Linked DNA regions of Mus musculus: region 2 is linked to region 1. A link is a contact called in public Hi-C data. All regions are on one chromosome and are shown on one strand. The core of a region is the stretch at or near the end of the contact, and the rest is flanking DNA. Distances in the headings are between cores, read along the strand shown.

Region 1 (6,071 bases), core at 2,901-5,400:
ATAGGAAAGACAAAGCTACCTAATTTTGAGAAGCAATTTGAAGATGATCCTCCTTCCCAAAACCTCAGTGAGCAATTCAAATAAGATCTAATGCTTTTTCCAAAGCAAAATGACAAAAATTGCCAGCTACATGGTTCAACAACCCATGGATGACACTGCAGAAGGGCAGCTAAGGAATGAGAAGGGAAAGCAACTGGCTGCTATGCAGGAAAGGAAAGGATGGGAACCAAAGATGACAACTGGACACTTAATACTTTTATCAAAAAATCAGCCTGAGCACTGATGAGAAAAGCATGAAAGGAAGCAATGGAAGATGTAGCTCAGGGGCTAGAGTGCTGGTACGGTATGCAAAGAGCCCTGGGTCCAATCCCTAACATGGAAATAAAAGGAGGGAAGGAAGTACAGAGTGGAGGTAAGAAAACAGAAAAAGGAGGAGGAGGAGGACTAGGAGGAGGACAAGAAGCAGGAGGAGACTGAGGAGCAAGAAAAGGATCAGGAAGAAGATGAGGAGCAGGAAAAGGTAGAGAAAAGAGAGGGAAGAAAAGGAGGAGGAGGAGCAGGAGAAGGAGGAGGAGGAAGGGGTGTTGGAAAGAAGGGAAGAAAGGGGGGAGGAGGAGAGGGAGGAGAGAAGGGAGGGGAAAGAAGAAGGGGGAGGAGAACAGAAAATAAAGACTCTGAAATTCTGACTACACAATAGTCAGTACTACCAAGTCAGATCCAGACAAGCCCAACTGCATGTAACACTCATAACAACACTCCACAACCTGAAAACCACTTTGCTTAGCCAGTCCATTTGATCGTCACCTATTACAGGTAGTAAAGTTTCAATACCCAAAACAACAACAGAAGAAGAAGCCGTTAGGGTGGGAAATAAACAGGAAAGTCGGTACTGTATCGTTGCTATAAGTAAGTATAGTTCGTCAACCTTTTAAGAGGCTAACATTTTACACTGTCCAGGCTGAACATTGGAAGTGGGGACAAAATGCTGATGGATACAGTTCAGTCCTTGTAGTCTGTGTTTCTGAAGCAGTGCTGCTGGAATTAAAGTATCTCATATTAAACTCTCACAAACAGCATCAAAATGAAAACCCAGGTCCTGAGAACACAGGCAGCACTTTCCATCCTGACCTCAATCCAAATCAAAATATCTCCCTCTTCTCACGAGATCACACGTGGCCTTTCAAAGAAAAGCCGAGACGGGATCCTTTAACTGGGTCAGCTGACCTCTGAAAGCAAATGGGGTCACTTCCTCTCACCTCTCCTCCCCCTCGGCTGTTATAACCTGATTCTTATCTCTGAGGAGCATCTGTTTGCCTTGTATGAACACTGTGAAGATCATGCGTGCATGGTTCCTGCCTAAAGCCTTTCTGCAGATAAGCTTTACCTTAATGTGTGCATGCTCCCATAAATGCAGGCCCATGTGCCACAGTGAGCATATAGAGGTCAAAGGGCAAGGTCCGGTGTTGGTCCCATCTGCTTGCTATTTACCACCACTGTGCATACCAGGCCTACGAGCTTCTGAGGAGTCTCCTCTCCCCAGGATCCCTGGGAATACTTAGTAGAGGTACACACTACTCCACGTGGCTGTATGTGGGTTCCGAGAATCTGAAGGGTCCTCATGATTCTGATGCAAGCACTTTACCCACGGAGCCATCTCTCCAGTCCTCTGAATAAGATTGTTCAGTTCTTTGAGCCGATTTCTATCATCAGAGATGTAGGTCACACATCATGAATGACCCTCCTTTTAGTGATTATTGGTCATTGTGTAAGTAAAGAGGGGGACCACTGTCTGGGGGACTCAATGATTTCGAGATTATTAATGAGACATTGTGTCTTTGCACATTTCTGACTAATGATTATACCCTACGAACACCGAACATTACTCTGAGGTTTGTGATGTCAGACACTTTCTGTGCTTCACACAATGAGGAAAGATTAATTAGATTAGAAAAATGTGGCAGCCTTCGTGTGTGTGTGTGTGTGTGTGTGTGTGTGTGTGTGTGTGTGTTTGTGTGTGTGTGTGTGTGCATACAACATTGGGTCCACTAACGTAAGGGGGGAAGCATTTTCTCCTAGAGAGTTCCTGAGTCTGCTCTGTTTCTGTACTATATTCCCTTCTGTCAGGGCCAAGTAACAGGGGGAGCCTCCTTTCCTACCTTACCATCACCTCATCCAGCAATTCTTCAAATGCAATTCACTAGGCCTAGCCTACCATTCCCTAACAAAACCAGACTCTCTTTACTGTTAGGAAATACCCAACAAAAGCAGCATAAAGAAAGGTTTATTTGGGATCACCATTTGGGGTACAGTTTGTCATGAGGACGGATGGCAGGGCAGGAGGGGCAGGAGGTATCTGGTCACACTGCATAATCAGGAAGCAGATGTAGCTAAATATTAGTGCTCAGCTCACTTTCTCCTTATTATTCAGATCATGGACTGGAACTGCTCAGAATTCCAGTGAGTCTTCCCACTTCTAGTAGCCTAATCAAGAGTCCCTTACAAGCATGCCCAGAGGCTAACCTAATGGACAATATCCCTCACAGGAGTACCTGGAAGTTCATCTCTTTGATGATTCTAGATCCTGTCAAGTTGTCAATCACCCTAATATGTATAGGTGAGTGTGTTTGTATGTATCTGACACAGGATATCCTCAAGAGCCATTCCACAGGAAGCATCCACCTTCTTTTTGAGACAGGGTCTCTCATTGGCTTAGAACTTGCCAACTAGCCTAGGATAGTTCTCAGTGAGCCCCTAGGATCTGCTTGGTCTGTCCCCAGAGCTAAAATTACAAGCATGTGCCACCATTCCCAGCTCATTTGCATGAATGTGCTGAGGGTTGAACTCAGGTCTTTGTGCTTGCAAGGCAACGCTCTATGAACTAAACTACCTCCCCAGCCTAGTATGTTACTTTTAATTCCAAAATGTCTCTAAATATAGGCAGTTTATCCTATCTGCTCTTCTAGGTGGAAAAGACCTATGCTGGAGAGATGGCCCCATGGGTACAAGCACTTGCTGTGCAAGCCTGCGGACCTGTTTTGATTCCCTAGAACCATCGCAAAAGCCAAGACACAGTAGTGGAAGCACCTGTAATCTCAGTACTCCTACAGGGAGATGGAAGACAAAGATGGGAGAATCTCAGAAGCTAATGGTATATAGCTGTCAAGTTGTCAATCACCCTAATATGTATAGGTGAGTGTGTTTGTATGTATCTGACACAGGATATCCTCAAGAGCCATTCCACAGGAAGCATCCACCTTCTTTTTGAATACAGCAAAAAGTACAAGAGAGACTCAGTCTCAAACAAGGGAGAAGGCAAGGACTGACACCCGAGGTTGTCCTCTGACCTCCACACACACCATGGCCCATGTGCACTATGTTCACAAACAAAATTTGGTACACAGAAAGAGAAAGGGGGAAAAAAAGCACGCTCCCCACATTAACCGGCATGCCTGGCATCAGAAGACAGGGTTCTGGGTCTTACCTTGGAAGCCAGGTACTAGCTACACTGCCCTCTCTAGTTCCACCTTTGCCTCTTTCGTGTTTCCTCTTGAGCCATTCTATCCTGAAGTCACCTTGGATTCCAAGAACAACAGAAATGACCTATAAGGACCTTAGTGACAAGGGACTAAAGCTGCCTCCAAACTATAAAGAGCCTTACAGTCAAGACCATTCACAAAATGAATGCAATAATCAATCTATCAAGGTAAGGTCGCACCCTGGACTAGAAAGTAAGGTCTCGTGGGAACCAGATTGCTCCCCTCAAGTGATCATGGTAATCCCAGTTTCTTCAATCCCCCTGGAAGAGCCAGACCTGAGCTAATGACCAAGCAGATGCTACCTTGAGAAGGCTGTTTAACCCACCGCAGCATTGTCTCTACTTAAACCCAGTGCTCCTGTAAGGGAAGCATGGGGTCACTAGTCCTCCCCCCAGGAGACACTAAACAAATCTTTTCTTATTTTCACATCGCTTGTCTCTAACTGGTGAATTGAAACTCATCGGCCTGCCTCCTTCTTTTGGACTTCCAGAGCTGAGACCTTTGCCCTGCAGCTTCACTTACAGCACTCCGATTGCAGCACTCACTTCCAAGTCTAGGCCTCCGTTACCAGCAGCTCCCATTGCTTTGCTGGCTCTTGAGCTCCCACTCTTGGAAGCCAGCTGTCATACCAGGGGAAAACCCTAAGAAGCCTGAGGAGGCTCCCAGGAGGAGGGCTCCGGGGACTGCCAGGCATGTGGGTCTATCTTCCTACAAGCCATTCCTCCATCTGTTAATACGGTCCACCTGGCTGATAAATGGGTCAAGAAGAGACATGCTATCCAAGCTAAACAGACACCAGCTCCCTGGACAAATAATCACTGCTATTTTAAGCCATTAAACTGGCTGTGTTTTGTTAGGCAAAAGTTGGCTCCTGTCATGTTATGGGAAGGGATTTGCTCTTCTAAAAGATGAAATTAAAGTTCAATGTTTCAAAAACAGTAACCTCCTAACTTCTTTTAGGAGAACATAATGAAACTGTTTTCCTTCTTACCCCAGGATAACTCCATGAAGCCTTCCCAGTCTCTTGTCCTCTGGCCTCCAACTTGTGCTGTTCTGTGCCTCCCCTTCCCCACTTCCTTCCCTTCCCCCACACAAATACATAGAAGACATTTTTTCAGAAAAAGATTACAACTCATGCAGATGTTTTTCCTTGTAATTATTCCCTGACTAACAGTTTAACAAAAATCTGCATGACACTTACATCATACTTGGTATTATAAGTAATGTAGAGATTATTTGTTATCTCTAGAGTTATGCATATGGGAGTGTACAGGTTACATGCATACTCTACACCATTTATAAAGGGGATTTAAACATCCAAAGATTTTGGTGCCCATGAGGTTCCTGGAGTCATATTCACAGAAGATACTAGAAATGCTGTGCTTCTTTGAAGACCTTATTTCCAAATATAATCGCTATGTAGGATGGTTATTCTTCATTGTGAATTTGACCACATCTGGAATTAGCTAAGAACCACATGGCTGGACAGAGCTGTGAGGGATTTTTTTTCTTAATTAAATCATTTGAAGTGGGAAGGCACAGTTATAATCCGATGTAGGAAGATCCACCTTTAATCCAGGTTTTTGAAGTAGAAAGATCAACTTTTAATCTGGACCATACATTGTGCTAGCATTCTATGTGGAAGAAGGAAGCTTGCTCTCTCGCTCTTTGATTGTTTGCTCCCCCTTGCAAGTCCATTCCTTACTGGTATTAGAGCCTAGTTCTTCAGGACTCTAGTGTATACTGAAGAGCAACAAAGACATCCAGCCTCTCAGACTGAAGAACATCTGGATTCTTGAACCTTCTGTTAATAGATAGCCATTGTTGGACTAACCAAACCACAACCTGTAATCTATTCTAATAAATTCTCTTTATAGAGAAAGGGAGATTCAGCCTATAAATTCTGTTCCTTTAGAGAACCCTGACTAATACACTAGGACCAGGGAATCAGCACATAAATTTTGAGGTTTATTCTGCTGTCTTTACAGATGTTTATAACAAAGATGATCATTTAATTGATCATATGTCAAGGACCTGATACCTCATTTTTTTCACTTTCTTCTTACAACAACAACAATAATAATAATCTGAATAGTCCCCACTCTTTTAGACTGACAAAGCTAAGCCTAAGAGGGTTGAACAGTATTGTGTGACAATTTTTTCCAAGATAAAACATTCCCTCTTGTAGGAAAGTTCATTAAGAAGTGTGGTGTTCTAATGGGAGTTTAAACATTCCATCCTACAGGGAAGCTCCTTAAGCTAAGGAAGTAAATAACTCACCAGTTTCAGGAAGTCCCTGAAACTGAGAAGATTCACTAGGTACCTCCATTTCTAAGTATATATCAGCATTAAGGACTGCTTAGATACACTCTCAGACTAGCTTAGCTACCTAGAAGAGACAGAGACCATCTGAGTTGCCTGGAAGACACTCAGAACAACTGAGCTGCCCAGAAAACATACTTTTCAACCTGTTAAGCTGCTGTTAAACTCCCTATTGCCAGCTTTTCAGAGCTGTCACCCATGCTCGGCTGGGTT
Region 2 (6,250 bases), core at 534-3,033, 2.4 Mb before region 1:
TTGTATTTCCAGGCTTCTAGACCTTTAAGATCTCCTGAGATGCTTATTTCTCTATTCTCTATTCTCTCTCTGTCCCTCTCTCTGTCTCTCTCACTGTCTCTCTTTCTCTCTGTGTCTCTGTCTCTGCCTGTCTCTCTGTCTCTCTCTGTCTCTGTCTGTCTCTCTGTCTCTGTCTGTCTCTCTGTCTCTGTCTCTGTCTGTCTCTCTGTCTCTGTCTGTCTCTCTGTCTCTCTCTGTCTCTCTGTCTCTGTCTCTGTCTGTCTCTCTGTCTCTCTCTGTCTCTCTGTCTCTCTCTGTCTCTCTGTCTCTGTCTCTGTGTCTCTGTCTCTCTGTCTGTCTGTCTGTCTGTCTGTCTCTCTCTCTCTCTGTGTGTGTGTGTGTGTGTGTGTGAAGATACACACAGTCCCTAGTGTGGATGAGGAGCTTATAGGAGTATTCTAAATGTTGGTTTATGCCTCCTAGTATGTTTGGGACATAAGCATATTTTTCATACTGCATATGGCAGGCTAGCTGGCACACTGATTTTAGGCTTCCATCTCTGCCTTTCATCTCACTTAGGAGCAGAGGGATTATAATTGTACTACCACATCTGGTGTTTTAACATGGTTTGAACATGGTCTGAACCCAGAGGCTTAAGCTTGCATGGCAAGCACATTACCTATGAAGATGTTAACCACTTGGCTTTAAAATTGCAACTCTTAGAAAAACGGAATACCAGTATGTTTTTAGAATTTTTATAAGCATTTTGTGTGACACAAACATGGACAGATGTTCACACACACACACACACACACACACACACACACACACACACATACACACCAAGCATACACATACAGAAACACACATGTGCAAACATGCATAGAAATAGACTTGCATTGATGTATGCACAAAACTCTGAGTGGATGGATTTCTTAGTAGGTATAATTTTATTGCAAGAAGTATGATTATTTTATTTCTAAACAGAGTTGTCAGGGAACCAAGTTCCAATACCAGGGATGAGAAATGTTTATGTGCTGAATAAAACAATCTATATAAAGAACTCTTGAGTCACGCAGAATTCCTGTTGGTGGAAAGAACTAGGGATCGCTATTCATTTAAGATCACATTGAACCCCAGAACCTTGACTGTCTAGATTGAGCTCATTTATGTGGTCTCTTCCTGAATTTAATATTGTACCTGGAAGTCAAAGGATATTTTTCTCTTACTGTAGTTGGGAGGCTGGACATAGGGAGGGGCTTTTCACCTATGACAGACTGACAGATGCAGCATTTATCATTTGATTCTTAATGTGTACTTTTACTTGACTGAATCTCTGTAGTGTTATGGAAAATTAAATTATGCTGAATGCAAGGTCACCAAACATGGGGGCGGGACTTTAAAGAGCCTTTCCCCATTGCTTTGACTAAATCAGAAACTGAAGGTCACCTTTAATACTGAGCTCCTATTTTGTTGATATGAAGATTATGTGGAGTCAGCTGTGCTCCAGAGCAAACATGCTTTGGGAATTGGTTAAGGAAATACATAGCATTTGTTTATATATTCCTTATCAGTGCCAAGAAGTCAAGGGAGTTTGGGCGTTGAAGGTGGCAAACTGCATATGCATCAGGCCTCCTGAGTTTGTTATTTCCTTTCCTCATCTCAGGGATAAATTCCATCTTGTGCTTATAATACATTCTGTATTCGAGATGGTGCTTCATTCCTTTCCCAGGCTGCAGTCCTTGAGCTGTAACAGTGAAGCCAAAAAAACCAATATGGAATCACAGATGGTGCAAATATTTGGAAATAGGTAAATACAATCTAGGATTAGCTGCCTGGGCTTGGAAATGTCACTTTCGAGTTGCTTATGGGTCACATAGGCCAGTCTTTAGTTAAAGAAAACCAGGATAAATGCATCATGATAGAAAATTGCTGATTTGGAGTTGTAAAACTAACAAGCCCATAATTGTTATATAAACTTCAAAATGAGCCACTCTGAAAGCAGGAACAGGTATTTTAGAGAGGTCAAAACACCCAGAGAGGTTATAGAAGAGATACGAAATTAAATAGAAACCATAACAGTGCACTGCCATCTGCTGACTTTCCTGAAGCCAATTTTTAAAGAGAAATAGCCATTCGTGTGGGTGTGTTTAAGGCAGGGAATACTAAATGACCTGGGCCTTGGAGGAAACAAGGGGCCAATATGAAATCTACAGATACTCATTACTATTAATTGAAATTATGAGTTCCTATTTCTGTCTCCAAGATTTTGAAGAAGGAAATGTGATTTGTGTAATTTCCCCCTTTACATAATATATACCTTTTTAAAAATATTTTTTTACTCACTTGTATATGCATTTGTCTGTGTATGCATACATACTTGTGGGTGCAAGTGCTCAGTGGGGCCAAACGAGTGTATCAGATCCCTTTTAGTTAGGTTACACGTGGTTATAAGGGTGCTGGAAACACACTGCATCATCTTTAAAAGCCTCATGAAACTAATCATGCAATTGTCACCCAGTTGACAATTGTGATGACACACAGACAATAAAACCTACCTAATCACAGCACTGATGGATTTGATGTGCTGAAAACCAGAATCAGTCTTTCCTAGGAGAGAAGTTGGTAGAAGAGTAACCTTCTATTATCAGACTTATAGAAGTTGTTTCTGTTTGTCTGTGATGATTTCAATAAAGAAAAATGTCAGAGAGAGCTAAAGTGGGTGGATTCCTGCAGAGTTACAATGTTTGTATTAATAGTATTTATTTTCAGGATATTGCATATTATATGATCAAATTTTATGTATGGATTCTACTTGCAAGGGACAATATCAGCTTTGTAGTGATTGGTGGAAGCTTGGGGTGATGGACCATCTTGTTTGTCAAGTAGCAGAAATAAGGAAAACTCAGCTTGAGTTTGGATGTGAAGAAAGAAGTTATTTACCTATGTCAGGTCATGGTTTAGTTGGTAAAGTCTTTGCCTCACAAACATGAGGACCCGAGTTCAATTTCTAATACAACCCATATATTAGAAAAAGTAACATTCAGTAACATTCACTTTTAATCCCAACATCAGGGAGAGAAGGACAAGTGGATCCCCGTGGCCCTCAGGCTGATGCCCCAAGCCTACTTGGCATGTTCCAGGCCACTGAGATACCATGTCTCCAAAAATTAAGGGTTAGGGATGACAGTCACAGTTGACATGAGACCTCCAATCTTATATATATATATATATATATCCTTGTAACGTTTCACCTGCTAAACACACTTGGACAACCAGATCCTTCTATGGCAAAGCTTTATTGCTTACTTCTCAGGAAGACCCCGAACCCGGAAAATGGAGCTGCTTAAACACCCCTCTGTGTGACATGTCAGCTCCTGATTAGCTGCTCACTCATCACCCCACTCCTATACCCCAGGATGGGCAGTGACTTGACACGAATTTACTCCAGCACCTGCGCACATTGCTTGTTTACTAGTTAGGCACTGTGGAAGCCAGCGCCATCTTGTAATGGCGATTGTGCATGGCTTCCCACATCTATCTACCTATCTATCTATCTATCTGTCTGTCTGTCTGTCTGTCTGTCTGTCTGTCTGTCTGTGTGTGCATCATAAACACATACATACATCCACACAAAGTTTGTTATAAAAAAGGAAACAAAAACAAACAACAACTACCTAAAATGCCTCTCGCTTGAGGAGAAGAGACAGGGGCAGAATAGATTACACAGTTCAGAGTACTGGTTCTAAAGTAGTCAGTACAAATCAGAGCATAGGAGATAGGGAGGTTTTGGAGGGGAAACCAGGAAAGGGGATAACATTTGAAATGTAAATAAAGAAAATATCTAATAAAAAATAAAAAAATTAAAAAAAAAAGAAACCAAAAGTTAGTGCCTGCTTTTCAGGTCTGATGAAATTATTGCTGATGCTGTTGTTGAAACATTATTATTATTATTATTATTATTATTATTATTATCATCATCATCTTCTTCATCGTCATCATCATCATTTTATTGCCTTCTGCAAGAATATGTATATATGTATATGTTGGTGTGTCTGTATACACCAGTGTGCATATACATGTGTGAAGGTCAGAATCTAATCTCGGTAGCTTTTTCTGCATTATTTTTCCACCAGCCTTGACCAGTGAACCCCAGAGATCTTCAAGGTTTTAGTTCCCTAATGATGTGATTACAACTGCATTCCACAACACCCTGCGTTTCATGTGGGTCCTGGAAATCAAACTCAGTTCCTCATGCTTGCAAGACAAATATTTCACTGATGAAACCATCTCCCCAGCCTCCAACTCATCTGTCTTCTGCAATTAACATCTAAATTTACAAACTCCGAGTCTGTGTTAAATAATAAATAGTGAGTACATCAAAGTTCAGCTTTAATATGTTAGCACGCCTCCAGAACCCACCTGCTTCTTCACCTAGCACAGCCACATATGCGCTGACTGTGCAGTCCTCCAGGCTTGCTTTTAAGAGAAGGACCTGTTCAAGCTTTATTTGCAGTTCTTACATTAGTCTGTTTGTTTGATTTTTTTTTTTTTTTTTACATTACTAACTTTAGAATAGGGGACGATGCAGTGTGAGCTTACATCTGGTGTCACAGCTAGCTTCTTCAGCAGTTTTATCAAAGCTCTCTACAGGGCCTATAGAGCTTCAAGTGTCAGAGTCGATTCACGAGCTGCTATGTCCTGGAACTCAGCCAGTCAGCCAATAAGGCTGGTCGCTGCCTCCCAACAAATTGGACCAGGTGTCTTTGAAGGACAGAGAAGAACAGTTTGCTAATCTCAAATAGCTTCTCTGCAGAAGACGAGATTGGATAATTGCACACAACAGAGAGAACAGCCATTCTCCGAACTGAGGTTGAGATCCAATTGCATGGGGCCATTGTCCCTGGAGAGGGCTGTGCTCACAGCTGCCATGAAAAAGAGGGTGAGAACACACCCATGTGGTCTGAATTAAGACACATAAGACTTCCTTCCTTCCTTCCTTCCTTCATTCCTTCATGAAAAACTTCCCTGGCAGCCAGTACTCTGCTTGTTCTTCTCAACCATCTCCAGATCTGAAATTCCACTTTGCTTTCCTTTGTTCCTTTAATTTAATAAGCAGAGGGTCTTAACATTTTACATCCAACTTGTAATTATTTATCTCCACAAGATAAAATGATGTCATGCATATGTGTGTTTATATCCACATGGTGTGTGAAGGTGAGAGGTTGACCTTGGACATCTCCTCAATCATTTCTCCATCTTGTTGAGTCACTGTCTCTCAATGAAACACAAGCTTAGTCCTTCAGTTAAAATTGTTGGCCAGTGAGCCTCCAGAATCTACCTCTCTGCCCATCCCCCTAAATTGGAGTTGCAGGCATATCTAACCATACCCAGCTTCTGCAAGGGTGCTGTGGAATATAAACTTGGGTCCACATGCCTGTACACCAAGCACGTTGCTAACTATCTGCCTAGCCATCTGTGTGTGTTTCATAAATACATTTTCATGATTATTCGCCTACTCTACACAAAGGAGTTCAGTGAATAACTTGGTGCTTAGAGAAACTTACTAAATTATCAAAACTCATCTTCTTGTTATGGCTTTCAATTTCTCTGAGAAGCCCATCTTAGTAGATTCCAGTGAAATATTGTTGTATATTGACACTGTCTAAAGGCCTATTCTAGAAAATTAAGGGTATTCTCTGTCTGTACTTTCTATTCTTGTCACCACCATTTGTATGTGGTACTGAACATACTGCTTAGAGTTTGGGCTCCTCAGAAGTGAGTCTTTTTGTTAATCTTTAAAGAGTTGTTTTGTTTTAAATAAATTAATGTTTAATCTGCATATGTATCTATGTACCATGTGTGTCTGGATGCTTGGAAGTTATTAGATTATTACATCCACTAGGATTGAAGTTACAGAAGGTTGTGAACTAACATCTTGGTGCTTGAAATCAAACATGCAACAACTTCCTGATCCCTGAGAACTTGAGTTTTCTCTTTTAGCATGAAGGCTAGTTTAAATTGTCAATTTGACATAATATAGAATTAGCTTTAAGACTATTCAGACAGTCTTAATATGTTATTTGGATCCTGTTGGCATGTGTGCATTTCTACAGGAGAGGGAAGATCCAGTCCATTATGGGCAATAGTATTCCTTGGACTTGAATTCTGAATGTGTAAGAATGGAGAACAGGAGTTAAATAGTAGCATATATGCCTTAATTTCCCTCTGCTCTTGACTGTAAAGATGACATTCCTACTGTCTTGACCTC

Evidence for each region. Hi-C and Micro-C count contacts between places; a contact is called where the count stands out from the background.
Region 2: a Hi-C map of cerebellar granule neurons shows a contact between it and region 1, with 5 times the contacts expected there. The contact joins two enhancer-like sites. A contact is called at or near these places in 10 of 39 promoter capture datasets (the 3T3-L1 cell line, 3T3-L1-derived adipocytes, the HPC-7 cell line and 5 more), 39 of 484 Hi-C or Micro-C datasets (the AtT-20 cell line, DN3 thymocytes, the HPC-7 cell line and 25 more) and 7 of 115 datasets of contacts at active chromatin or transcription factors (SST interneurons, VIP interneurons, astrocytes and 4 more).

Annotation. Positions count from the first base shown.
Region 1 is chr1:121,603,405-121,609,475 of GRCm38.p6, reverse strand. No RefSeq gene overlaps it. Among named protein-coding and RNA genes, the nearest start is that of Ddx18, 38 kb to the right of the region's middle. Within about 2 kb of position 4,150, at least 17 of the 459 cell types and tissues checked have an H3K27ac peak or open chromatin away from gene starts, as enhancers often do. A contact at or near this core is called in cerebellar granule neurons, where this site is marked.
Region 2 is chr1:124,031,339-124,037,588 of GRCm38.p6, reverse strand. All of the region lies in intron 1 of Dpp10 (dipeptidylpeptidase 10), which reads left to right. Among named protein-coding and RNA genes, the nearest start is that of Dpp10, 11 kb to the left of the region's middle. Within about 2 kb of position 1,783, at least 4 of the 459 cell types and tissues checked have an H3K27ac peak or open chromatin away from gene starts, as enhancers often do. A contact at or near this core is called in cerebellar granule neurons, where this site is marked.